Linked DNA regions of Lactuca sativa: region 2 is linked to region 1. A link is a contact called in public Hi-C data. All regions are on one chromosome and are shown on one strand. The core of a region is the stretch at or near the end of the contact, and the rest is flanking DNA. Distances in the headings are between cores, read along the strand shown.

What was found. Hi-C and Micro-C count contacts between places; a contact is called where the count stands out from the background.
Region 2: a Hi-C map of seed shows a contact between it and region 1, with 8 times the contacts expected there. The contact joins the promoter of LOC111899892 here to the promoter of LOC111899929 in region 1. A contact is called at or near these places in 3 of 4 Hi-C or Micro-C datasets (leaf and seed).

The regions. Positions count from the first base shown.
Region 1 is chr4:109,331,415-109,337,493 of Lsat_Salinas_v11, forward strand. LOC111899929 (putative ubiquitin-conjugating enzyme E2 38) reads right to left here and starts at 3,596. Exons shown (of 6, transcript XM_023895818.3): 1 at 3,258-3,596; 2 at 1,541-2,095; 3 at 1,183-1,246; 4 at 925-1,064; 5 at 532-843; 6 at 1-415. The coding sequence starts at 3,323. The coding sequence ends at 179.
Region 2 is chr4:109,613,459-109,619,451 of Lsat_Salinas_v11, forward strand. LOC111899892 (probable serine/threonine-protein kinase At1g54610) reads left to right here and starts at 1,757. Exons shown (of 8, transcript XM_023895791.2): 1 at 1,757-2,614; 2 at 2,691-2,975; 3 at 3,063-3,380; 4 at 3,477-3,704; 5 at 4,044-4,144; 6 at 4,285-4,396; 7 at 4,513-4,986; 8 at 5,068-5,453. The coding sequence starts at 2,219. The coding sequence ends at 5,286.

The sequences.
Region 1 (6,079 bases), core at 2,346-4,845:
GATTTGAGGAGACATATTTACTGTGTCATCATCTAGTAGTAGGGTTTAGAGATTAGCAGCGATATAAGTAAGTGTGATCTAAAAACGTAAAAAGTTATTTATATGAGATGACATCTCATTCCGAAAAGAGCAGGCAGCTAATATAATAATATTGTTTCCCCTGGAACTGGAAGGAGCATTAAAGAGGAGGTAGTGGTAGGTACTGGTCACAACCGGTGGCCCCATATCTAGTGAAATTTGAAACAAGACCATTCAACATTTTACCAACCGCTGCCTTGAACGACTTTGATCCTCCTTCGCCTATCAAACCACCCCCACCCCCACCCACCGGAACACCTTCCATATACCCTCTGCATGCCGACAAGATGGCATGTGCACGCGTACGGAAATGACCCGCAACAAGCTCCTCAAAGTGCTGCAAAAATATCAAAATACTTAACTTATTACATTCATAGAAATACCAATACCTACCATCAACCAACTAACAAATCGTAGGTACATAATATATGTGCATATCAGAGAATAGAATACCTTTGGGGGTCTCCTGAGTGTATACATCATTGTTTTCAATGATAAAATGAAGATTTCTTCATTATAGGTCCTGGATTTCTTCTCTCCTTCAGCTCCGGTATACATGTTATCATACCCAGGCTCATTGAAAAACGGGTTTGCATTCAGAATGAGTGCTTGTATAGACACCAACACCTGCAGCATCGTTGACTTTTTTGGCATCCACTTCTCGTTCCCTTTCCCAGTCCACGTGTTCAAAAGGCTCAGACACACTTTCCCACAATCATACAGGTTTGGATTCAGCCGCAGCCCACCAGAGTAGTAATAAACCATCTGTCAAACTCAAAACCATTACTTACTTAGGGGAGGGGTATTTTCGTCTTTTTATTTGCACCGGACAACAAATGTACCTACCGGGGGTATGTCTGGATAGTTGGGAGGAAAATGAACATCAAAGACAAAGAGACCATCATGGTAGGGTGTGCCTGCGGGTCCTATCATCACAGCCCTTAAAAGGTCCATCCTTGTTTCATATGCCCGAACAAATATACTATCTATATTTAAAAAAAAAAAAAACAATCTATACATTATTTACTTATAACCAATGACCTTTTATACATATAATAAAACATCACTATTTACAACTATAATAAAACCACAACATTGACTCACCAGGTAAGTCTTTCTCTAGTATTTTCCATTCGTCCTGGATTTTCTTTGTCCAACTCTTGGGAGGCTACCACAAGGATCAACATCATTTCAAAAAAAATAAAAATAATTAATCCAAGTGAAGTGACAAACAATTCAACATGATAGAAAGATGTGTATTCTGAAACTTGCTACCAGCCTTTCAATTTTAAAAATACAGAAAAGTATGATAACTTAGAAATTGTACATTTTAACTTTTTATTTTTAAACAATAGTAACACTTTATTATTTCCATTTCCATTATTATTAAAGTGTAAAGGATAAATGTAAAATTACACAACTTGGGTAATAAATTGCAATTGAATTGATGGAGATTGATTACCTGTTGCCCTTGAAAGCCAGCAGAGTTGAAGTGATGATCAGAATAATCATTAACAATGTCGAACAATTTAAATTCTTCAAACTTTTTCATGGATTCCACTTCCACCACCTCTTCCTTCTTCTCCACAGATCCTGAAACAGCTTCTTGAACAACAGTTGAACTGCTACTAGCAACATCCTTACCTTTGCTGATGCTAATTTCTTGTATTTTTTGAGGATCCATGGCGCCTGTATAGCTCGCGCCACCTGTCACACTTGTGCTAGGGACAGGATCCTTCAACCAGGAGAAAGATGCTTCCACGCCAGGTGGCAAATCAACATTATCAAATTGAGCTTGCATGCTCAAATAATGATCTTCTTCTTCCTCTTCTATGTTTTCAAACATATAATCCCCATCATCATCATAATCAAAGGCATCATCTTCTTCTTCTTCTTCTTCTTCATCAACCATGTCATCTCCCTCATTGTCATCATCATGGTATGATGTATCTGAATTGATGTTTCCTGAGCTTAGTGATACAGATGATCCACCTTCACTAGTAGGATTCAAGACTTCCTGTTAAAGAATAACAAAGTTTTATCCAGAATTTCCGAAATAACACATTTGAAACCCTTTTTTGTATATTACAGCATCATACTTTCACATCTTTCTGTTTATATTGTATTTTCTATTTTGTTTCTTGTTTCATGTTATTTGTTAAGGTGTTGTATTTTGAAAAATCTACCCATATTAATGAAAACTGCTTTGTATACTTTGATGACATTGCTAGAATTGGTTAGATTCTCAAAGTATAGTGTTGTAATAGGAATAAATGGATGTAGGATGTTATTGTAAGCAAAATTAATGAAATAAAGTGGTGTACTTCAATTTATCTTAGTTTGAACAAAAGAATATCACTGTGATGATCAATAAAAGTATCAAATCCTTATGGTTACACTACAATTTACTCACAAAAGTAAACTGCAAAGAAACTGTAATAATAATTAGATATAGGCTTATACTGAACAGATAGTGATGTATTACTTCCAACCTCTATGATCTATGATGTTTAAAAGCTTAAAACATTCATCGCCAATCTCTATGTTTCTTTATCATCTTACCTTGCTCACTACATAAAGCCCCAATGTATTACTACCAAAAGTTTCACCTTGTTCACATAATGCAATAGTAGTGCTCAACAACTAAATGCCAAAGAAATAGGCTGATTTTCCCTAAGACTAATCTCTATAGAGTCAAAACAGATGTCTCATACCTGTATTAAAAGGTATGATTTGACATTATACCCAAAGAAACCACGATCTTTTCTCTCTCTTTAATGGGTCTTCATTGTAGCAATTCAAAATAGAAAAGGGGAATAACGAACCAAAAGCAAATCAAAATAGATCAAAATCTCAAAACTTTTTTCACAGATCCTAGTTACAGTTGGAAACAGATTCTATTCTCACATGAACATATTTGCATAAAATTTAAATTAAAAAATAATAATTGTCCCCTCATGTTCATGATCCACCCCACACACACAAAATAGAAAGAAACCTAAGCCAACGATTAGCTTGTAAGCGAGATGAATACAAAAAAAATTAAGGCAAACAAGATAAAATTCAACAAATCATGCAGATGAAACATGATCATCGAAGGGGAAAACTTAGCCACGAACAATTGGTGCATGAATAAAAAATATAATAGAAACTAAAATTTAATTTAACGGAAACAATACCTCATCATGTTTAACTTTCTTCAGAATAGAAACATCAGAATCCAAACCCTCGATTGCAACTTCCATCTCCGCACTTAGTGATCAAATCGAATCAAAACCCTAGAATATGTAAATACCAAAACCAAACAAAACAAAAAACAGGCCAATTTTACGCAAAATTGAATTAGATCATATCAAACTCCAATTCATGAGAGAAAGACAGAGAGAAAAACAGGGCAAAAGGATCAGAGACTTGTAGTTGGAGAGAGAAAGTAGAAGTGAAGTGTGTGTGTGCGCGCTCGATGGTTCTTCTATTCGCGCGTTCAAGGGGAAGACCGCTAACTTACGCAGGAAGTGAAAGGATGGTGAAATTGTTAAGTAATTACTCAACTCTGTATGCTCGGTTACCAACTTACCATAAATTAAAAAAAGATAACGACGTGTCGCTCACCCAGTTACGGAACACATAAAATAAGCGATATATGTTCGGAATATTTTACATAAAAATCGAATAGGTAGTTATAATTTTTTTTTTTGATATATCATTTAAGTTTATTCAAATAAATATTTGAATACGATGACAAACAATTTATCAATGGTATTGCTATACGTAATAATAAGTATCCAACAATTCTAATTGCATCTCTCCTAAATCTATAATTAGAAGTAGGGAATATGACTTGTTAAGGTAATTAACTTTTCGGAATGTTCATATCTGGGTAACTATTTTTTTTTTGTACACATCTAGGTAACAAACTTGTTGGAAGTGTTCACATATAACCATTATGACCTGCTATAGCAGGTTAAATCCTAGATGTGAACGCTTTCAACAAGTTCGTTACCTAGATGTGTATAAAAAAAATAGTTACCCAAATATGAACAAAACGAAAAGTAAAAATTAAATTAAACGAATGGTCCCTGTGGTTTGGGAGAATTTGTGTGTTTGGTCCCTAACTTTTTTCTTTTTAACTTGGATGGTCCATATTGTTTATTTTTGTTGCGCGTTTGGTCACTGTCTTTCTTAAAAAGACTATTATGCCCTTATTAATTTAATTATTAATTAATTTTCTTATTTATGTATTTATTTTTTACATATTTAAAAAAATTAATAGACCCCACATATTTGTATCTCTCCTCGGATGAACCCTACTGTTTATTTTTTAATTAATTTATTTTTTTAACTCGGATGGTTCGTACTGTATATTTTGTTACGGTTTTGGTCCCTGTCTTACCTAGAAAGACTATTTTTCCCTTATTAATTTATTTTTTAATTAATTTTCTTATTTATGTATTTATTTTTTAAATATTTAAAAAAATTAATATACCCCACATATGTGTATTTCCTCACCGTAAACTTGAAACCAGATTTGAGAACTTTAAATTGAGTCTTACCGGTCACCATCCCATCTCTCATCGTTCCCAACTTCTATTTCTTTTCCATCTTTAGTAATATCGACGTCTTCACCATCCTTCGTTTTTTGGTACTTCAACTCTGGCAAAGCAGCACCATAACCTACTGTTTCTTCATCTTTAGTAGGTTGTGGTGTTGATTCGACGGAGTTAAATGACCGAAAAAAGAAGGGATGATGAAGACGTCAATATCACTAAAGATGGAAAATAAATAAATGTTGAGAAGGAAGAGAGATGGGATGGTGAGGAGATACAGATATGTGGGGTCTATTAAATTTACTTAAATATAGAAAGCATAAGTACATAAACAAGAAAATTAATTAATAAGAGCACAATAGTCTTTTTAGGTAAGACAGAGACCAAGATCGTAACAAAATTAAACAGTAGAGACCATCCGAGTTAAAAAAAAAATAAATTAATTAAAAAATAAACAGTAGGGATCATCCGAGGAGAGATACAAATATGTGGGGTCTATTAAAATTTTAAATATGTAAAAAATAAATACATAAATAAGAAAATTAATTAAAAAATAAATTAATAAGGGCACAATAGTATTTTTAAGAAAGACAGAGACCAAACGTGCAACAAAAGTAAACAATAGAGACCATCCAAGTTTAAAAAAATAAGTTAGGGACAAAAAAACACAAATTCTCCCAAACCACAGGGACCATTCGTGTAATTTAATTTTTACTTTTCCTTTTGTTCATGTTTGGGTAACTATTTTTTTGTACACATCTAGGTAACGAACTTGTTGAAAGCATTCACATCTAGGATTTAACCTGCTATAGCAGGTCATAATGGTCATATGTGAACACTTCCAACAAGTTTGTTACCTATATGTGTACAAAAAAAAGATAGTTACCTAGATGTGAACATACCGAAAAGTTAATTACCTTAATAAGTCATATTCCCTTAGAAGTAAGCATATTAACCGTAAAACCGAATCATAACTAAATTAATTGATATAACTGAATCATTTTAACTGAACCATTACTAAAAGATATGGTACGGTTTTTAATTTTGATTAACCGAATACATATGGTTCGGTTATGGTTTTCATCTAAAATTGAACCACTATACATAAGGATAGTCTAAACGACAAAAATAACATATGGATAATCCGACCAAAAAATAACACAATGGTAGTCCAAACCAAAAAAATAACATAATGATAGTCCGAATAAGAAATAACATATGAATAGTCCAAACAAAAAATAACACAACAATAGTCGGAAAAATAACATATGAATAGTCTGAACTATAGGGGAAGCATTTACAGATCAAAACATTCAACATTATGCTAAATGGGAAACCTTTTATAGTTCTCGATTGTATGTTTATGTTCCGCATAATACACATAATGCATCATACAATTATAATACTCAAACTGTCAGTATATTCGATGATAAATAAAAAATAAACTTTGATTTATT
Region 2 (5,993 bases), core at 507-3,006, 280 kb after region 1:
GGATCACCTCAATCAACTTCTCCAAGGGCTTATCTTCTTCTTCACCTTAAAACACTAAAAAAAATCACTTTATCAAGCTTAAAAACTCACTAACACACTTAGGGTTTCGTTCTCTGGGACAAGGAGGATGGAAGTTGGTCTAAAATGTTAAGGAGGTGGGTTTAAGATGTTTAAATAGGGCATAAACCCTAAAAATTAGGGTTTGTCCCATACCTGTGTACGCTATGCGTACTCCACGTATGCCCCACGTGGGTGGAATCCGCGACAAATCATCGGGCTAGTACGCCAAGCGTACCACTTAGTATGCCCCGTGTACTAGCTAAAGGACCAAAGTGCAAGGTTTTTCAATAAAAAAAAGGGGGGGGGGGGGAGGGGTTAAATTGAAAGTTACCAAACTTGAATGTTACAATATTATAGAGGATTTGGAATGAAAATCCATGGTAGTTCATATCCGTTGCAAAATCACATTTACTTTTACTTCCAGACTTCATTTTTATGAAATTGTATACGACTTCGAATAACCAAAATACAAAGGTATAACCAACAATTGCTTCAAATTGAAGACCCTAACTTCATAACAAATCAATACAAATTATGACCCTTATAGAGAAAGGAGAAGAGAGATTTGGTCGTGGTATGACTCAAAAGGTAAAGTGACCACTCACATAGCCCCCATGCAATAACAACCCCAAAACAACAATGTTTAAGGCCCTTCCAAATATTAAAATCGTATGATTTTCCATGTAGGATGTCACATCATTCCCTATGGATCCATGTTGACAAGTAACAAGACAAACCGCATAAAACAAGTTCGAATAGATAAATAGTGTCAAAATTCTGATTTTAAAGTTCAATTCAATTAATTTTGATGTTGAGTAATCAAATGGTAACAAAACGAACTTTCATGGTAAATTTTATCACAGATCCTACTATAACTAATTATAAGTTACCGATTTAGTATGAGGGTGTTTGGTTAAGCTTATTAAAAATGCTTATTACTTTTTAATTTATAGCTTATTAGTTTATAGCGGCGTCAAAACGAAGTTTTTAAAAAAATGTTTGAATTAGCTTATCCTATGTCAAAACACTATAAAATGATAAGCCTTTTTAGTGTTTGGTAAAATGATAAAAAAAAAAAAAAAAAGCTTCACAGAGATGTCGGACAATTATTATACAAAGTTTTGATAAGCTAGGGGTTAATAACTTATAAAAAATGACTTATCTCTGGTTTCACTCTAAGTCATTTTTAAAAAACAGTCTATCCAAACATTCATTTTAACTTATACGAGTATGGAAACATTAATAAGTTAAAAAACTCATTTTTTAAGCTTAACCATGGATTTATAATAATTATTAATTTATCATAGTTTTACTTTAAAACTTATATAATACAAAATATTAGAATTTCCAAATGAAATACTTATATAATTATACGTTCAAAGTTTATAAAAAACAGAATTTACAAAAAATAACAAATTACAAAAATACATTTACAAAACCTTAAAAAAGATCGATACTCGCTGATTTGTCTAGAAAATCTTTGGTTCGATATGGACCAATAGACTATCAGGTTTGTCACATAACATCTGTCTCATATTTGTTAGGTCTAGAAGGTCTATTCAAGTGCCCACAAGGCCACAATATGACATAATGTATTATTATTAGTACAAATGGTAATTCAGGGGTCAAAACAAACATACACTATAGTGTATGGGAGTAAAATGATATATTCTATAAACAACATTCTTTGCAGAGAGAGAGAGAGAGAGAGGAAAGAGAGACCATTTATCCTCTGACTGTTTTTTTAACATTCGAGAGAGAGAGAGAGAGAGAGAGAGAGAGAGAGTTCAACTCTTTGACTCGGCCATGCCGGCAAAGAGTGTTGTCTATCGATATTTATATCTGAAAGCGCGTTGATGCATACGAGCAAGTAAAAGTGTTCAATTTTGACTCTCATCCACGGAAAATAGTTGCACGAATTCTTTGATTTTGGAGAGCACATCAAAACCCTAATTTTGGGTTTTCATTCAAATCAGGTCTAAAGGTATCATCAGTTTTGTACTATATCAAGCGCCGGATTGAATTTCGTTTTGTATGATGTTGGTCGGTAATGATTATGCTTAACCGACGCACATCCACAGAAGTGAAATCGTTGTTTTTTGATTAGCTTGATTGGGTTTTTCTATAGCTGTGATTGGCACTTAGTTTTGGGGATTTAATGGGTGGGATTTGTGGTAAGCCTGCTGCCATCGATGATGGCAGAGGGAGTTCGAGTTCAAGGGAGAGAGTACCGAGTAAAGCTTCATCAGAATCGCGCGGATCGCGGTCTAAAAGGGTAGAAAGTTTTAGGGTGAAGAATAGAGGTGAGGTAAGAACTGGATCCATCGACAAGAGATTGAATTCTTCACGACGTGTTCGTGATGATCATTACGAGAAGAAGAGAGACGTGTCAGAAGTGTTTATTGCTAATATTCCGGGTATAGGGACTATTCCAAAAGCTATAGAAGGTGAACAAGTCGTGGCAGGTTGGCCTTCTTGGCTTGCTGCTGTAGCTGGTGAAGCCATCAATGGATGGTTACCTCGCCGAGCAGATACATTCGAGAAACTTGAAAAGGTATATTTATGAAACTTTTGCCAAATTTGATATCTCAGGCGCTGAATACGTTCTGAATCTGATTGTTTTGATGCAGATTGGTCAAGGAACTTATAGCAGTGTCTACAAGGCTCGTGATCTCACTAACAATAAAGTTGTTGCTTTAAAAAGAGTGCGTTTTGATAACATGGATCCTGAAAGTGTGAAGTTTATGGCGAGAGAGATTCTTATCTTGCGAAGGCTTGATCATCCCAATATAATCAAGCTTGAAGGAATGGTCACTTCACGCACTTCATGTAGCTTATACCTGGTTTTTGAGTATATGGAACATGATCTTACTGGACTTGCATCTTTACCTGGGGCTAAGTTCACAGAACCACAGGTAGACTCAGATTCTTTTTTCTTCTTCTTCTCGAGTTTTCTGGATACATAATGTTACATGGATGATGGATGCATTCTTGTATTGTAGGTTAAATGCTACATGCAACAACTGCTAAGTGGACTTGAGCATTGCCATAGTCGTGGTGTTTTACACCGTGACATAAAAGGGTCAAATCTTTTGATAGACAATCATGGAATCTTGAAGATTGCAGATTTTGGTTTAGCAAGTTTTTTTGATCATCGGGAAAATGTGCCATTAACTAGCCGAGTTGTGACTCTTTGGTATCGACCACCTGAACTTCTTCTTGGAGCAACTCATTATGGAGTTGCAGTGGACTTGTGGAGCACAGGATGCATTCTTGGAGAGTTATATGCTGGAAAACCTATCATGCCTGGTCGAACAGAGGTCTAAAAACTTGACAGATTCCATTCCTTCCAAAAACATTCTATGAACTGATCTTCCTCTTGGTTACTCTTTTGACTTATGATTTCTCTTTTGTAGGTGGAGCAATTGCATAAAATATTCAAACTTTGTGGTTCACCATCTGAGGATTATTGGAGAAAATCAAAATTACGTCATTCAGCAGTGTTTAAACCTACACAACCTTACAGATGTCGAATTGAAGAAACTTTTAAAGATGTTCCTCCTGTTGCTATCAGTCTTATGGAGATGTTACTTGCAATAGATCCTTCACAAAGAGGAACAGCATTATTTGCTCTTAAGAGTGAGGTAATGGGCCACAAAATAGCACAAGTAATACATAAAATTCAGGAAATAATGAACACATCAGTCATTGGATATGTTTTAAAGGGAACAATAAAGAAAAGAACTTTTACTTAATCATTATATCAATTTAGGCTTTAACTGTGTTCTGTTGTGATTAAACCATTACTTTTACCCATTTAAACCATATTTCCTGGTTACCTGGTTTTGATTTAAAAAAAAAAGATTTAACCTATACCTACTGTTTTAAGCCACCTTTCAATTTTGTTAATTCTTTTCAATTTCTTATGATAGACTAAAACTAAACATTCAGATGACTTATATATGATTTTAATATTATTGCAGTTCTTTACAACAAAACCACATGCTTGTGATCCTTCAAGTTTGCCAAAATATCCTCCCAGCAAAGAAATTGATGCAAAACTGAGGGAGGAAGAAGCTAGAAGGTATGTGCATGTATTCATTTTATACTATTTACCACACTAAGTTATGGAACTTGTGAAGGAATGGAATGGTTCATTCCATTGGAATGGAATGGATAACTCTTGATTAAATCAACTTTCTAATCACTGAAAATGTTGTGTAGACAAAGAGCGGAATATAAGGGCCAAAAGGTGGAAAAGGAAAGCCGAGGACCGAAAGACCCTCGGGCAGTTCCAGCTCCTGATGCCAATGCTGAGTTAGCTGCATCGATGCAGGTACTTTAACCATTTTATCAATTTATCCACTAAACTATTATTTATTTATTTATTTATTTATGATTATTAATTATTTCCTTATTTGTTAACAACACTTGAATCCAATTCCTTTACAGAGAAGGCAAGACCGAGCAAACTCAAAGAGCAGAAGCGAGTACTTCTCCCGTAACAAAGACGACACGGCTTCCGGTTTCCCAATCGAAAACCCTAGACTTTCCCATTACTCGAAAGATTCAATCAGCGATTCCAAACCACACCCACCAATGCGGGAATCCTATTCCGGCCCGTTGGTTGCGGATTCATGGACAAAATCAGGAAAGAAATACGACGACGTCTCAATCACGAGCCGAGCTGATTTATCTTCGCTCTCGGGTTTAGTGAGCTCGCGGATATTATCAGCTGAAGATCGTGAAAAACGTGTGTCTAATTCTAATTCTAATTGTAATTCTTCACAATTAGATCCAACAAATCAAATGGGAAGACTATCGGAGTTCACCCAAGAATTTGGACACTCCGGAAAGCATGATCGGAAAGACCTTTCCCGGAGATACATGGAAAGTGGAAGATCTAGTACTAAGGAACCTGCTCAGGTGAGTTATATATTTATATATATTATATCTACAAATGAAGGAAAGTAGAGTGATACTTAATATGGTGTTTGATTATTATAGAATGGTCATGGATACAAGGGAAACAACAAGATCCATTTCTCGGGTCCATTGGGTTCATCAAATGCAAATGTGGACCAGATGCTGAAAGATCATGATCGACATATTCAAGAAGCTGCAAGAAGAGCGCGCCTTGATAGGACAAGGCTCTCCAAAGATAAAGCAGATGCAACACAAATGATGGCAAACCCTATTTATATGTCTAGCCGCAGACCCAGGTAATAATAGATAAAAATCTAGAGAGAGAGCGAGAGGGAGTCAACCGCTCTCCTATGTCATCGGATAACTGTGTACATAGTAATTATAGTAATTATTTGTTGTCGGTAATTTTGGAATTTATTAGGATGTTGTATTGGAATATAATATATAGGGGAATTTTATGGCGTAAATTTTGGTTTGGAAACGTCTTTATAGTAGATTGGTAAAAAAAGTAGAACGTTTGTTGTTGCATAAAAAAGAGATCTCAAATTTCGTGTTGAAATAAAACGAGGCTGTAAAAACTTTTCTGTTGAATAAAATGGGGAAAAGGTAAAAACTACATGTGTTATCTCAATATCTAATAAATCTCAATAACTAACAACAAAAAGTTAACAAAAAAAAAATAGTAGTTTCACATATGGTAATAAAACACAAAAACATCTGCCATTACGCGCTATAGGGCGCCTCAATCTGCTTTGGCTACGCTTGATAACACCGAATGAAGGATTTCAGAATGTTCCGTTAGATCATGTATTCTATCAAAACTTTTTTTTTTTTTTTTTTTTTTTTTTTTTTTTTTTTTTTAAATTCTATTAACAAAAAATAAGTAGTAACATGTACCTCATGGTGGCATCGATCCACGTTGGCTTTTATTTAATAAGTTGATGACAGTGATTATTTTAAAAATAATCCAAAAACATGTTTAAAATAAATATGGATCCATGTATAAA